2 separate regions of the Ovis aries genome follow, and region 1 is linked to region 2. The links are chromatin contacts, called in public Hi-C maps. All regions are on one chromosome and are shown on one strand. The core of a region is the stretch at or near the end of the contact, and the rest is flanking DNA. Distances in the headings are between cores, read along the strand shown. Region 1 holds the start of CERK (ceramide kinase). Region 2 holds the start of TRMU (tRNA mitochondrial 2-thiouridylase).

The links. A called contact is a pair of places that touch in the nucleus more often than the background predicts.
Region 1: a Hi-C map of liver shows a contact between it and region 2, with 4 times the contacts expected there. The contact joins the promoter of CERK here to the promoter of TRMU in region 2. A contact is called at or near these places in 2 of 16 Hi-C or Micro-C datasets (liver and tail adipose tissue).

What each region holds. Positions count from the first base shown.
Region 1 is chr3:222,843,984-222,849,667 of ARS-UI_Ramb_v3.0, reverse strand. CERK (ceramide kinase) reads left to right here and starts at 4,341. Exons shown (of 18, transcript XM_042247895.2): 1 at 4,341-4,378; 2 at 4,715-4,904. The coding sequence starts at 4,341.
Region 2 is chr3:222,535,897-222,541,253 of ARS-UI_Ramb_v3.0, reverse strand. It overlaps TRMU (tRNA mitochondrial 2-thiouridylase), which reads right to left and starts at 3,495. Exons shown (of 11, transcript XM_027968216.3): 1 at 3,365-3,495; 2 at 152-317. The coding sequence starts at 3,446.

The DNA.
Region 1 (5,684 bases), core at 3,092-5,591, 310 kb before region 2:
GGCTTCTCTTGAAAACACCAGCAATCTGACAGCAAGAGTCCACGTTTCACAGGAGCTGAAGGGCCCTGTCACCTGTCAACAGGAAGGCGAGTCTGGCGTGCCTCAGTCCCCACCACGCCCCACCGTTTGCCCCAGCCACTGTTTCTGTATACAACCCCTGATGTAAACTCAAATTTGCCTCAAGTTGAAATTGCTCCATTGACTTTCCTGTGCTTGTATTTTCATTCACTCAACCACTAAACAAATACTTATTGAAAGTATAGAGCTTGCCGGGGCTTCCCAGGCGACTCAGTGGCAAAGCGTCCACCTGCCAGTGGAGGAGATACAAGAGGCCCGAGTTCTACCCCTGAGTCAAGAAGACCCCCTGGAGGAGGAAATGGCAACCCGATCCAGTATTCTTGCCTGGAAAATTCCATGGACAGAGGAGCCTGGTGGGCTATGGTCCATGGAGTGGCGAAGAGTCAGACACGACTGAGCGACTGAGACAGCGTTTGCCAGGTGCTGTATGGGCACCAGGGACACAAACATGAAGACAAGGCCCCCGCCTGGCTCGCCCCCCCGCCTCTGCCCATCCGCCCTCACGACTCCTCACAGCTCAGCCCCGCCCTTTACTCCAGCAGCTGCGGCCACCAGCCGACGCAGGTCCAGTAACCTCCGCCGACCAGAAGCCGAGTCAAGAGCAGAGAAGCAGCTGGGCCCTGAGAGGAGACGGACAGAATTCAGAAGAAACCTGGATTTCCATTTGGAAAGGGTCCCTTTGGCCGCTGAGTGGGAGCTGGAAGAGGAACGTGTCCAGGATGCTCTCTGGATTCCCTCTCCTTCCCAGGTGTGTTGACCCTTCTGACAGGTCTGGACGAAACTGTGGCTCTCAGTTCCTAAAACCACAGTGGTTTCCTGCAAGGAGTCCTGCGGATAAGATGCAAGACTTGGACATTTCCCTAAACCCAGACTGTCTGCCTACGTCCCTCATCATCTTCACTCTGAATGGCAGCTTGGCAAGCAAATGACCCTCGTGAGGACAGCTGCCTCTCATCCTAGCCACGCAGACAACGCTCTGAGATTTCGTAGCATCTGAGAAAGAGTTTAAAGGGTTCTTGTGTATCTTTTTGTTTGGTTGCCTGAGGATTTTTTTGGATGTTTCCCTAACACAAACAGATGTTACAGCATTTTGGTGGCTGATGCAGGAGTCCGTCTATAGAAAGAGGCCATGCCTATGCCTTAGCTCAGATGAGGCAGCACTCACATCCCACTGAGCCTCAGGCCCCTCATCTGTAAAATGGGCACAATTAGCTTTATCTCCAGGGGAGGCCATGAACCGGGTCCCGACTGACACAGAGCAGGCTCTGAATAAAGGCGGCATCGCTGCCACTGCAGGACTTTGTGACTTCCCTCTGTTTCTTGTTGTTACTGGTCTCTCGGTCGTGGCCAGCTCTTCGCGACCCTGTGGACTGGAGCCTGCCAGGTTCCTCTGTCCATGGGATTTCCTAGGCGAGAATACTGGAGCAAGTTGCCATTTCCTCCTCCCAAAGATTCAACCCGCATCTCCTGCATTGCAGGCGCATTTCCTGGGCTGTTCTGCAAGTAGTGAAATGCATTACCCTGTTAGGACCTTCCTCCGTGATCCTTCTCTTGGGCCCACAGAAGGCCCTGCAAGAGCCTGCTCCTGGGTTGGGTCCCTGTACCTGCCAGGGCCTGGCACACAGTAGGGCTCAGTGAGCCTGAGTCAGGGGGGGTGGCTGCTTGCCTGGACTTTTCAGAGGTTGCTGCCCGTCTCTGGCCTCAGTGTCCCCGTCTGTTGAGGAGGCGGAGCACAGTGGCCCGCGGTCCCTGGTCTGAGCCTCGCGCTGAGTTCACCACTCACGCCCCCTCCGCCCTGGCATCCCAGCTCCTGCCTCACACAGACCCTGCGTGCGCGCAGCTCTCCAGCTCGCCTTTGTTCTGGCCTCCTTACTGCCTGGCCTTCCACGCATGGTGTCCTCTGGCCAGCTGCCGCTGCGCGGCAATGTCTAGCCGGGTTTGTCTCGGTCCCACTGACTCCAACCATTCTCTAGGGAGCCCTGGCGATTCAGTGTTGTTTCTGATCCTCCGTCTTCTCTCCCCACCTGTTTTTTGTTTGGTTGGTTTTGGACTCAATAGTAGATGCTTTGTCTGTGCTGCAGAACTCCTGGGCTAAGCCCAGATGGTGTTTTATTCTTCATCTTAAGATTGTCTTTCCTCCGGAAGGCCTTACTTACATTTTCCAGGGTTTATGTGAAGCAGGTTTTCTGCCCCACCCTCCCCCCACAGGGTGCACAGGCTCCGAACCCAACGCTGTCCCCTGCCTCCTGTCCCCAGGCCCACCCGCCTACTCCTCCCAGCTCATGGACCTCACCGTTGCCCTCCCCTACTGTGTGGCTCACTCAGATCATCCTTCCCCACATCTTTGCAATTTCCTCTAATTTTTTACAGAGCTTGGATAGAAAAAGACAAATACGACATCTATCCAGGTGAGCTGTCCAGCCTCTCTCTACCAGGCTGAGATCATAGCGGGTGGCTGTCCTGTGTGCCACCGCCTCCGCCATGTCTCCAGCAGCCCTGGGCGCCAGGTCCCGTGTTCCCCACCCCAGTCCACTCCACCCGATCAAGGCCACTCCGCCGGCCCGGCTGCGTGCTGGGCCGTAGATGTCACCTGGCCGGGAACCTCCCAGGGTCCTCCTCCCCCGAGCCCCCAAGGCTGGATATTGTAGCAGCGCCCCCACCACACACACGCAGGAGTCAAGATCAGGCTGCGGAAATCAGAAGCGGACTCTCTGCAGACCTGGGGGAGGCCTCCCACCACCCTCACTGAGCGCACCCTGCCTGTAAGGACCCCAGCCAGCCAGCAGGCTTTCCTCCAGCTGCAGAGATGGGGAGGGGGAGTCTCCCCAGAGTCCAGGACTCTCCCCCCCGAGGGAGCTGGTCTTTTCTCCAGAACAGCCTACTGCAGCGCAAACACCACCTCTGACAAGGCAGACCCACTCTCAGGGCCTCTGGGCCTGTTCCCCACTGGCAGAGAAACCCAGAATGTGGCCAGGCTGTCTGAGAGCACCTTCTGGGCTTCCACCGCGCTGCGTGTCGGTCCATGTTCCACCCCTGACTGCTGGGTAACCCTGGCCCTGATCCCGCTGAGACCATCCCCTCCCGTGCAGGGCAGCCTCACCCTGGAGATGAGATGAGGGCTGAGATGCACCCTGTCAGTACCCGACCCAGATGGCTCACCCGAGCAGGCCTGGGGGCCCATGGGGCCCAGACTGAACCCCATCCTGGCCTTTGAGCCCTCCCCTGGCACGCTACTCCCCACGCTGCCCAGGGGTGTGAGCAGCCTTGATCCTTGGCCATTGCGGAGTTATCCTCGGCTACCCCACCCCTCGACCGGCCCTTCCAGCTCAGGTCAGCCCTTGACCACCAACCCTGAGGTCCCCACCCCTGAGGGCCACCCTCCAGGCCAGCCCAATCTCGGGGCTTTCCTGGGTAGACGGACAGCCTCTGCAGTTCGCCCTCTGGGAGTCCGGATGAGGGTCCGAAACAGCAGGTCAGGCAGGACCTGCTGCGTGTCCCCGGGGTGGTCCTGCTGGGGTGCCCAGCGTGGGACCCGCTGGGGCACAGGCTGCCCTGGAGTGCCCTTGTTCTCACATTCCAGAGTCTCCTACGCCGGCGTGGCCCTGGGGCTCCCAGCCGGATGGTTACCTCTCTGTAGAATGTGAGCAGGCCAGGTTAGTTTTGCGGCCTGTCTTTCCGTGTGTAAAATGGGGCTAATGACTCCCACTTGCAGAGGTTGTTGTTTGTGTTGCAAGAGCAACAGGCGTGCATGCCAAGTCATTCAGTCGCGTGCAACTCTGTGCGACCCTGTGGGCTCCTCTGTCCACGGGATTCTCCAGGCAAGAATACTGGGGTGCGGTTGCCGTGCCCTCCTCCAGGGGATCTTCCCCACCCGGCGACTGAAGCTGCGTCTCTTGCAGCTCCTGCGTTGGCAGGTGGGTTCTTTACCACCAGGGCCTCCTGAGAAGCCCCCACAGGAGCAACATGGGAATGTGCATTTTTGTAACTTACCAGCTTACTCTCTCCTGGACGTTTCCTCCAGGCAGTCAACCTTGACCTGCAGCAGTTAGAAGCTCTCCCTCCAGGACGGAGGGCACAGGCGCAGGGCGGCCTTGCTGGGAGCAGGTGCAGCTGGGACAGGTGTTCCCTCCCCACCCCGTGGGGTTCTGATGTCAAGTGAGGTGCTGACTTCATGGGAAGGAAGCCTGGGAAGATAAGCAGGCAGCTGTCGCTGTCCACACAGCCAGGGGCTCCCAGGACAGAGAGGAAGTCGGTCAGAGGTCATGGAACGGGTGGTGCTGGAAGATGCTGATGGTGCCAGGTCTCCACAGGTGGCCAGGGCTCAGTGGGCAGAAGCCAGTGGGCGTTGGGCAGGAATGAGCTGGTGGGCAGGATGCTTGTGGGCCCAGACAATGCCTCACAGACCAAGCATCCCACGAGTGAGGTGACCTGGGCAGGCACAGTGCAGTCCAGGGGGCGCTGGCCAGTGCTGGCCGTGGTGTCCAGCCCAGACAAGCTGGCCGCCACAGGCTGCAGGGCAGATGGGCCACCAGGCAGCAGGCCAAGCTGGCAGCGGGGACATGGGACAGGGCAGGTGATGGGGCCTGGCAGGCCAGGGCTGCAGGCTGCCAGGCTGAGCCCTTGCCCTCTGGCCCAGTGGGCTGCCAGGGCTCACGGAAGCCCCGCAGAAGACCGGCCAGCCGTGCACCCAGCAGGCCAGCGAGTGTGCCCTGCAGAGCTGCAGGCGGAAAGGGCCAGGCACGGGCAGCCCAGAGGAGGCCCCAGCAGAGCTCCCCACTGACTCAGCCGCGTTGGAGGAGGCAGCCGGGGGAAAAATGGGCAGACAGGTGGGAAGGGCCTCCGCCCAGGGTCCCACATGGGACAGGTGAGCGGCGAGGTGGCTGGAAGGCCCGCCAGCGGGCCGAGGGCACTTCCTGAGCAGAGGGCCATGCTGCCCCTTCCGTGACTGTGCAGCCAGCTCTGAGGGGCCCATCAAGACCTGAGGCACAGGAGGGGTGGGGGGAGGACTGCCAGCGGCTCTGGAGGTGAAGCCGCCTCCTTCTTCCCACTGCCCAGCGCTGTGCTGAGTCACAGGCCCACAGCCCTTAGCGGGGGCCTGACCCCCAGCCCAGCCCTCTCACCATGCAGCTCAACCGCAGGAAGCCAGTCTTCTGGAAACTTTATTTTGATACTTTCTCCCCAGTTTAAGCATGCGGCTCCTGCCTTGTCCAGGCCCCTCCCCAAACCGAGGAGGACAGCTCCCTGGCGTGGAGGGCCACAGGAGGGCTTTGCCAGGGCTGCAAGATGCCACAGACTGGGTGGCTTAAACAATAAAAGTTTATTTCCCCAGTTCCGGTTCAGAGAGTCTGCAAGTCCGAGGTCAAGGCGCCAACAAGGCTTGGTTGCTCTGAGGCCTCTCCCGGGGGCTTGCAAGCGGGGCCTCTTGTGTTTGACCCTCTGGGCACCAGCATGCCTGCTCTTGGTGTCCAGCTCTTCCCCTGCTGAAGCCACCAGTCATGCTGGATGGGGGTCCACAGGCCACATTTCACCTTAATCACCTCCATCAAGAGTCTAGCTCCACACACACGCACATTCTGAGGCCCTGGGGGGCTAGTGCCACAGCGTGT
Region 2 (5,357 bases), core at 2,246-4,745:
CCAACCCAGACTTCCCAGGGGCGGCCGAGGCCTCCCACACGTGGTTTCCAGCAATGAGGCCTGAAAAGAGAAAGCGCTGGCTGGCATTAGCCTGGCTGACCCCGGCAGGCCTGCCGTGGAGAGGGCCCGCGCCACATTGGGAGCCCCCCACCTGAACACGTCGTTCCAGTACTCTTTCACGTAGGACACCTGGCGGAAGGGGATGTCCAGGATCCGGCACACTCTGTAGGCATCCTCGCAGTCTCTGTCGGCAGTGCAAACGCCGCGCTCATCCAGGGAGTCCCAGTTCTTCATAAACACCCCTGTCACCTGGTAACCTGGGGGGAGGAGTGGAGGGCAAAGTCAAGAGGGGATGTAGCATCGACCTGGTGGAAAAGGCAGTGCCTCCTGGGCTCTCCTGCGCCTCTGTGCACTGGGGCTGGCTGTCCCTCCCGCTGCCACGTGGCCTGCAGCGCTGACCACATCTTAATGCAAACCGCCCATGACGCTCTGGCAGGGGCTCCCACCCTGACCCTCTGCTGCACTTGGTAAAGGCCTCCATCATCACAACACCCTGTGGGGCTGAACCGACAGTGAGCATCCGGAGGTGTGAGCATCCCAGAGGTGTGGACGAGATGGCATCTTTCCATCTTCACATCCCCATGCTGTGTCAACATATAGAGAGACTTAGCAATGTGACTGGATGAAAGAAAAGCAGAAATTCTACACAATTTTTCAAAACAAATAAAAACCGCCATTCAGTTATCAGAAAAGTAAACTCAATTCAAAAGTTATTTCCAATTACCCAGTAAGAATTAGGTTCTAAGTCATCAGACATAAAGACATAAAAAATTTTGGTTGCTTTATCACAGGGCTTTCCTGGTGGCTCAGATGGTAAAGAATCTGCCTGTAATGCAAGAGACCCAGGTTCAACCTCTGGGCTGGGAAGATCCCTTGGAGAAGAGAATGGCAACCCGCTCCAGTATTCTTGCCTGGAGAATTCCATGGACAGAGGAGCCTGGCAGGCTACAGTCCTTGAGGTTGCAAAGAGCTGTACGTGACTGAGCGACTAACACACACACACACAGGCACACACATCTATATACATTGAGACCTGTTTTTCGCCTTTTCTGTTGCAGACAAAGTACCAAACCAAACGTGGGGGAGACCAACTTTCTAAGTACACAGGTGTCCACCACATATGAGAAATGAATGTAATGAAAGACAGGGCACCGGACTGTAAAAGCTTTAACACGGTATTCCAGAGAGCAGAGACTCAGTGACAAAGCTCTGCCAAACACTAAAAGGCCGCCTGAGCAAGGCCACTAGCCCCACCCCAGCAGGTCCTCCCTTCTCTGTTTCCCACATCCCCGGACCCTGCTTCCCTGACAGTGCACCCTACACTGGGCTCCCGCTGTTCCTGCGCACGCCCCTGCAGCTACTAAAGCGAGGCACTCTGCCACCTGCCAGCGCCGTCTCACACACCCATGTGTCCCCAGAGCCTGGCAGTGCCCAGCACAGAACAAGGGCTCAAGTAGAACAAACAGACAACTCCACTCCCAGAGCTTAAAAAACCCCCCCTTCCATGGCCTCATGGGCCTGATCATCCTTCTCCTGGAGACGTGCCCACTCACGCTCCAGGAGGCCACAGCGCTTCGGAGGCACGTGGCAGAATATGCACCTCCGACGAGACTGGAAGAGACCTCCACGTCGAGGGGAGGACCTGCTGCTTCTCTGCTCTGCCCCTCAGCTTTCCGCCCGGAGGAGCAAAACCCAAGGAAGCTGGTCTGTGAAGCTGCTCAGCCTGGATTCTGGGAAGGAGCGCTAGCCTTCCTGAAGGAGTAAGATAACCTAACTAGTCTCCCCAGGGATGTCTGCCACCATCGCCCCAGACGTGTCGCCGCCTAGTCAGAACCCTTCGAGGGCTCTGCACTGTCTCCCACAACACACTCTGAAGCCCCGAACAGAACACTCTCCACAAGCAGCGCTCAACCTCCTCTCTGCCTCACTCTCCCTCCCAGACCCAGCCAGCACTTCTGTGCCTGAGCTTTGCACCTGCTGTGGACTCCGCCAGAAACGCTTCCTCCTTACCTCCTGAGCCCCAGCCTTTGCTTAGGGAACTCCTCCTCCTCCTCCCCCTCCAAGTGGTGATACCAGGGATGAGAGGATCTTAGGTCTCTCATCTTCCAGGTTGCTACCTCCTAGATGAATAAACCTTTCTCTGCTCCAAACTCAAAACTTCAGTGTGTCTGGCCTCACTGTGCCACCGAACATATGAACTTGGCTTTGACAGCAGTCTCAGCGCAAACAGCACCATCTCTGTGATGCTTTGATTCCCTTCCCCATCGCAAGTATGTATGCTCACAGTCTGTCTCTACTTGTATTTGACACTTTTTATTACACCTTTTGTGACAGTTTGGTTATTAATACGAACTAATAACCTTTACTGCTGAGTGCCTAACGTGTGCTGGGCGCTGGGGTAAAGGCTTTGTGTGTCCTGTTATTTATTACTACTACCTCCAGTAACTTCCCTGGTGGCTCAGACAGTAAATGCGTCTGCCTACAATGTGGGAGACCTGGGTTCGATTCCTAGGTCGGGAAGATTCCCTGGAGAAGGAAATGGCAACCCACTCCAGTAATCTTGCCTAGAAAATCCCATGGACGGAGGAGCCTGGCGGGCTGCAGTTCATGGGGTCACAAAGAGTCAGACACGACTGAGTGACTTCACTTTCTTTCACTTTCACCTCCAGTAACCCTGGGAGGTAGGCGGTGCCTCCATTTTACAAACAGGAAGAGCTTGAATCACTTGTCCCAGGTCAGGAACCTGGGGTTCCCTCTGCATTCCAAGTGCCTAAGAACGAAAGACGCCTCCAGGACCTAGGTACTGGAGGGCTCCCAACGGGAGCGGGTCACACGGACGGAGAGTCAGATGGGCAGTGAGCCTCGGCTCCCGACCGGGGGCGCCCGACAGGCGCCTGAGAAAACGGAAGCGCTCCTGCGCAGTCTGTCACCCACCGAGTGGAAAGCACAGCCGCGACTTGATAAGCCCGCCGGGACTGGTCGCCCACGTAGCCAGACGGCCACGTCGTGTGTCGTGGAGATAAGCGCCTCCACGGAGGCTGCGGCGCTCCTCAGGCCTGGGCTGAGTGCGGACGCCGCCGCCACCGCCGCGGGGGCAAGGCCTCGGGGCCGGGGAGAAACGCGGCCGCCCGGAGTCGGAGGCCCACCCTCCCCTGCTCGACCCCGGCGGCAACGGGGGGCCTGACCGCTCCCCGACAGGCGGAGCGGCGGCCGCGCGCTGTCCGACCCCCAGGCGCAGAGTGAGGGCCGGGGCGCCGCGCCGCCAGGCGGGGCTCTCCGAGAAGGGGCCGCTCGGCCTCCTCACCTCTCCGCCTCAGCAGCAGCGCTGCCACCGCGCTGTCCACGCCGCCGGAGACGGCGCACACGACGTGCCGAGCCGCCTGCATTGACAGCGGCCGATTCCCCTCACTGCCGCCGTCGCTTCCGCTCCTAGCCGGAAGTCCCGCCCTCCCCTGGCGGCGAGAGCGCAGAAGAGGCCCGGGCGGAAGCGGGTGCTCAGCGCCCTGTGTTCCTCCCTGCCCGCTGCTCCCAGGCGGGCCTGTAACCACGCCCCCTGAACTCCTGGCTCTGGCTTACCTCTCTGCCGGCAGCTGCCGGACACACTAAGCGCTTCCTACGCGCGCGCGCGTGTGTGAGTGTGCGAGTGTGTGTTCCCAGCACACAACTGTGTGTGTGATGTCAACTACAAATTGGCACTTACCAAGAGCATTGCCAAGGTCTGAACAACAAAGGCATTTGCCATCTGCCTCCACGGAGATTGAACCCCATGCAGCTAAAATAGCTCTTGACCTTCAACAACCCCTGAGGGAGTTGTGTGGAGTGAGGTGCTCTGTGCTCCAGGGAATCTGGAGAGACAGGTCTTTGGTTGGATGTTTTCAGGAACATATCTTATGATCTCCATCCTGGCATCTCCTCCTATCTAGAGAAGCACTAAATCCCTTCAAGGTGACATCAGATCCTCAGGACTAACAAAAAACCTTGTGTAAACTGGGTGTTTCATGGGACTGAACTCCCCCTTCACCAAAACCTTATATATTGACTTTCCCCCACTGCCGCTTTGGAGCAGTCTCTCAGAGCCGTCTGAGATGCTGCCTCCCAGCTGCAGTCCTCATTTTGCCCCAGATAAAACTTAACTTGCAACTCTCAAGCTGTACATCTTTTTTCAGTCAACAGTGACTCAGGAGGGTGCCCAGTGAACAGGCTGCTAGACGACTGAAGAGTGTGATGTCGAGCTGGGTGCTTCTGGAAGTGGGCGCGGGCCTTCCCTTAGCTGACCTGAAGGGGAGGGTGAGCAGGTGGAGGGCCCAGCCCTGAGTGGAGGGCCCTGGGCCTGGGGACAGCGTGGGGCCAGGCCCAGCAGGGCCAGGGTGCCTGCCGACCCCAGTTCACTTCCAGGGGAGCTGCTCATGGCCGCACTGCGGACAGGCGCTGAGAGCCCCGTGGGGGCTGCTAGGTCAAGCGTTGTCATCAGCGCTGGTCCTGCTGCTCTCTGCTTCCAAAATCAGTGCTCACGAATGGCGGAAAGGCAAACTGCCTTTAGTCCAATGCCAGCAGTCTGGGGGAAGTGGCGGGCTCTCTGTCCCCCAACCACCACCTCCGGAGATTCTGCTCGGTTATGAGTTTTTGAAGGGGAGCAAGAAGTAGTCTCAGTCATTGAGATAGGGGGTCAGGCACCAGTAGTTTTTTTCCAAATTTTTTATTTACTGACTTATGGCTGCGCGGGGTTCACTGCTGCGCACTGGCCTTCTCTAGCTGTGGTGCCCAGGCTTGCCACTGCAGTGGCTTTCCCTAGAGTACAGAACAGCCTCTAGGGCATCAGGGCTTAGTTGCATGTGGCATCTTCCCAGAAAAGGAATTAAACTCGTGTCCCTTACACTGACTAGCAGGTGAATTCTCAACCACTGGACCACCAGGGAAATCTTATTTTTCCTGTTTAAAACTGCTGAAAAAGTTAGGGTTTCCCTTGTGGCTCAGCTGGTATCCACCTGCAATGTGGGAGACCTGGATGCGATCCCTGGATCGGGAAGATCCCCTGGAGAAGGGAAAGGCTACCCACTCCAGTATCCCGGCCCGGAGAATCCCATAGACTGTAAAGTCCATGGGGTCGAAAAGAGTTGGACATGATTGAGCAACTTTCACTTTCAGATAACTGCTGGGGCAGTTCACAAAACTGATTTCAGGTAGGACTTGAACCATGGTTTGAAAAAAGCTGGGGAGGAAATACACTAGAGATGCAGATGGTTTTTATTTTTGTTTGTTTACTTTTGGCCACATGGCATGTGGGATCTTAGTTCCCC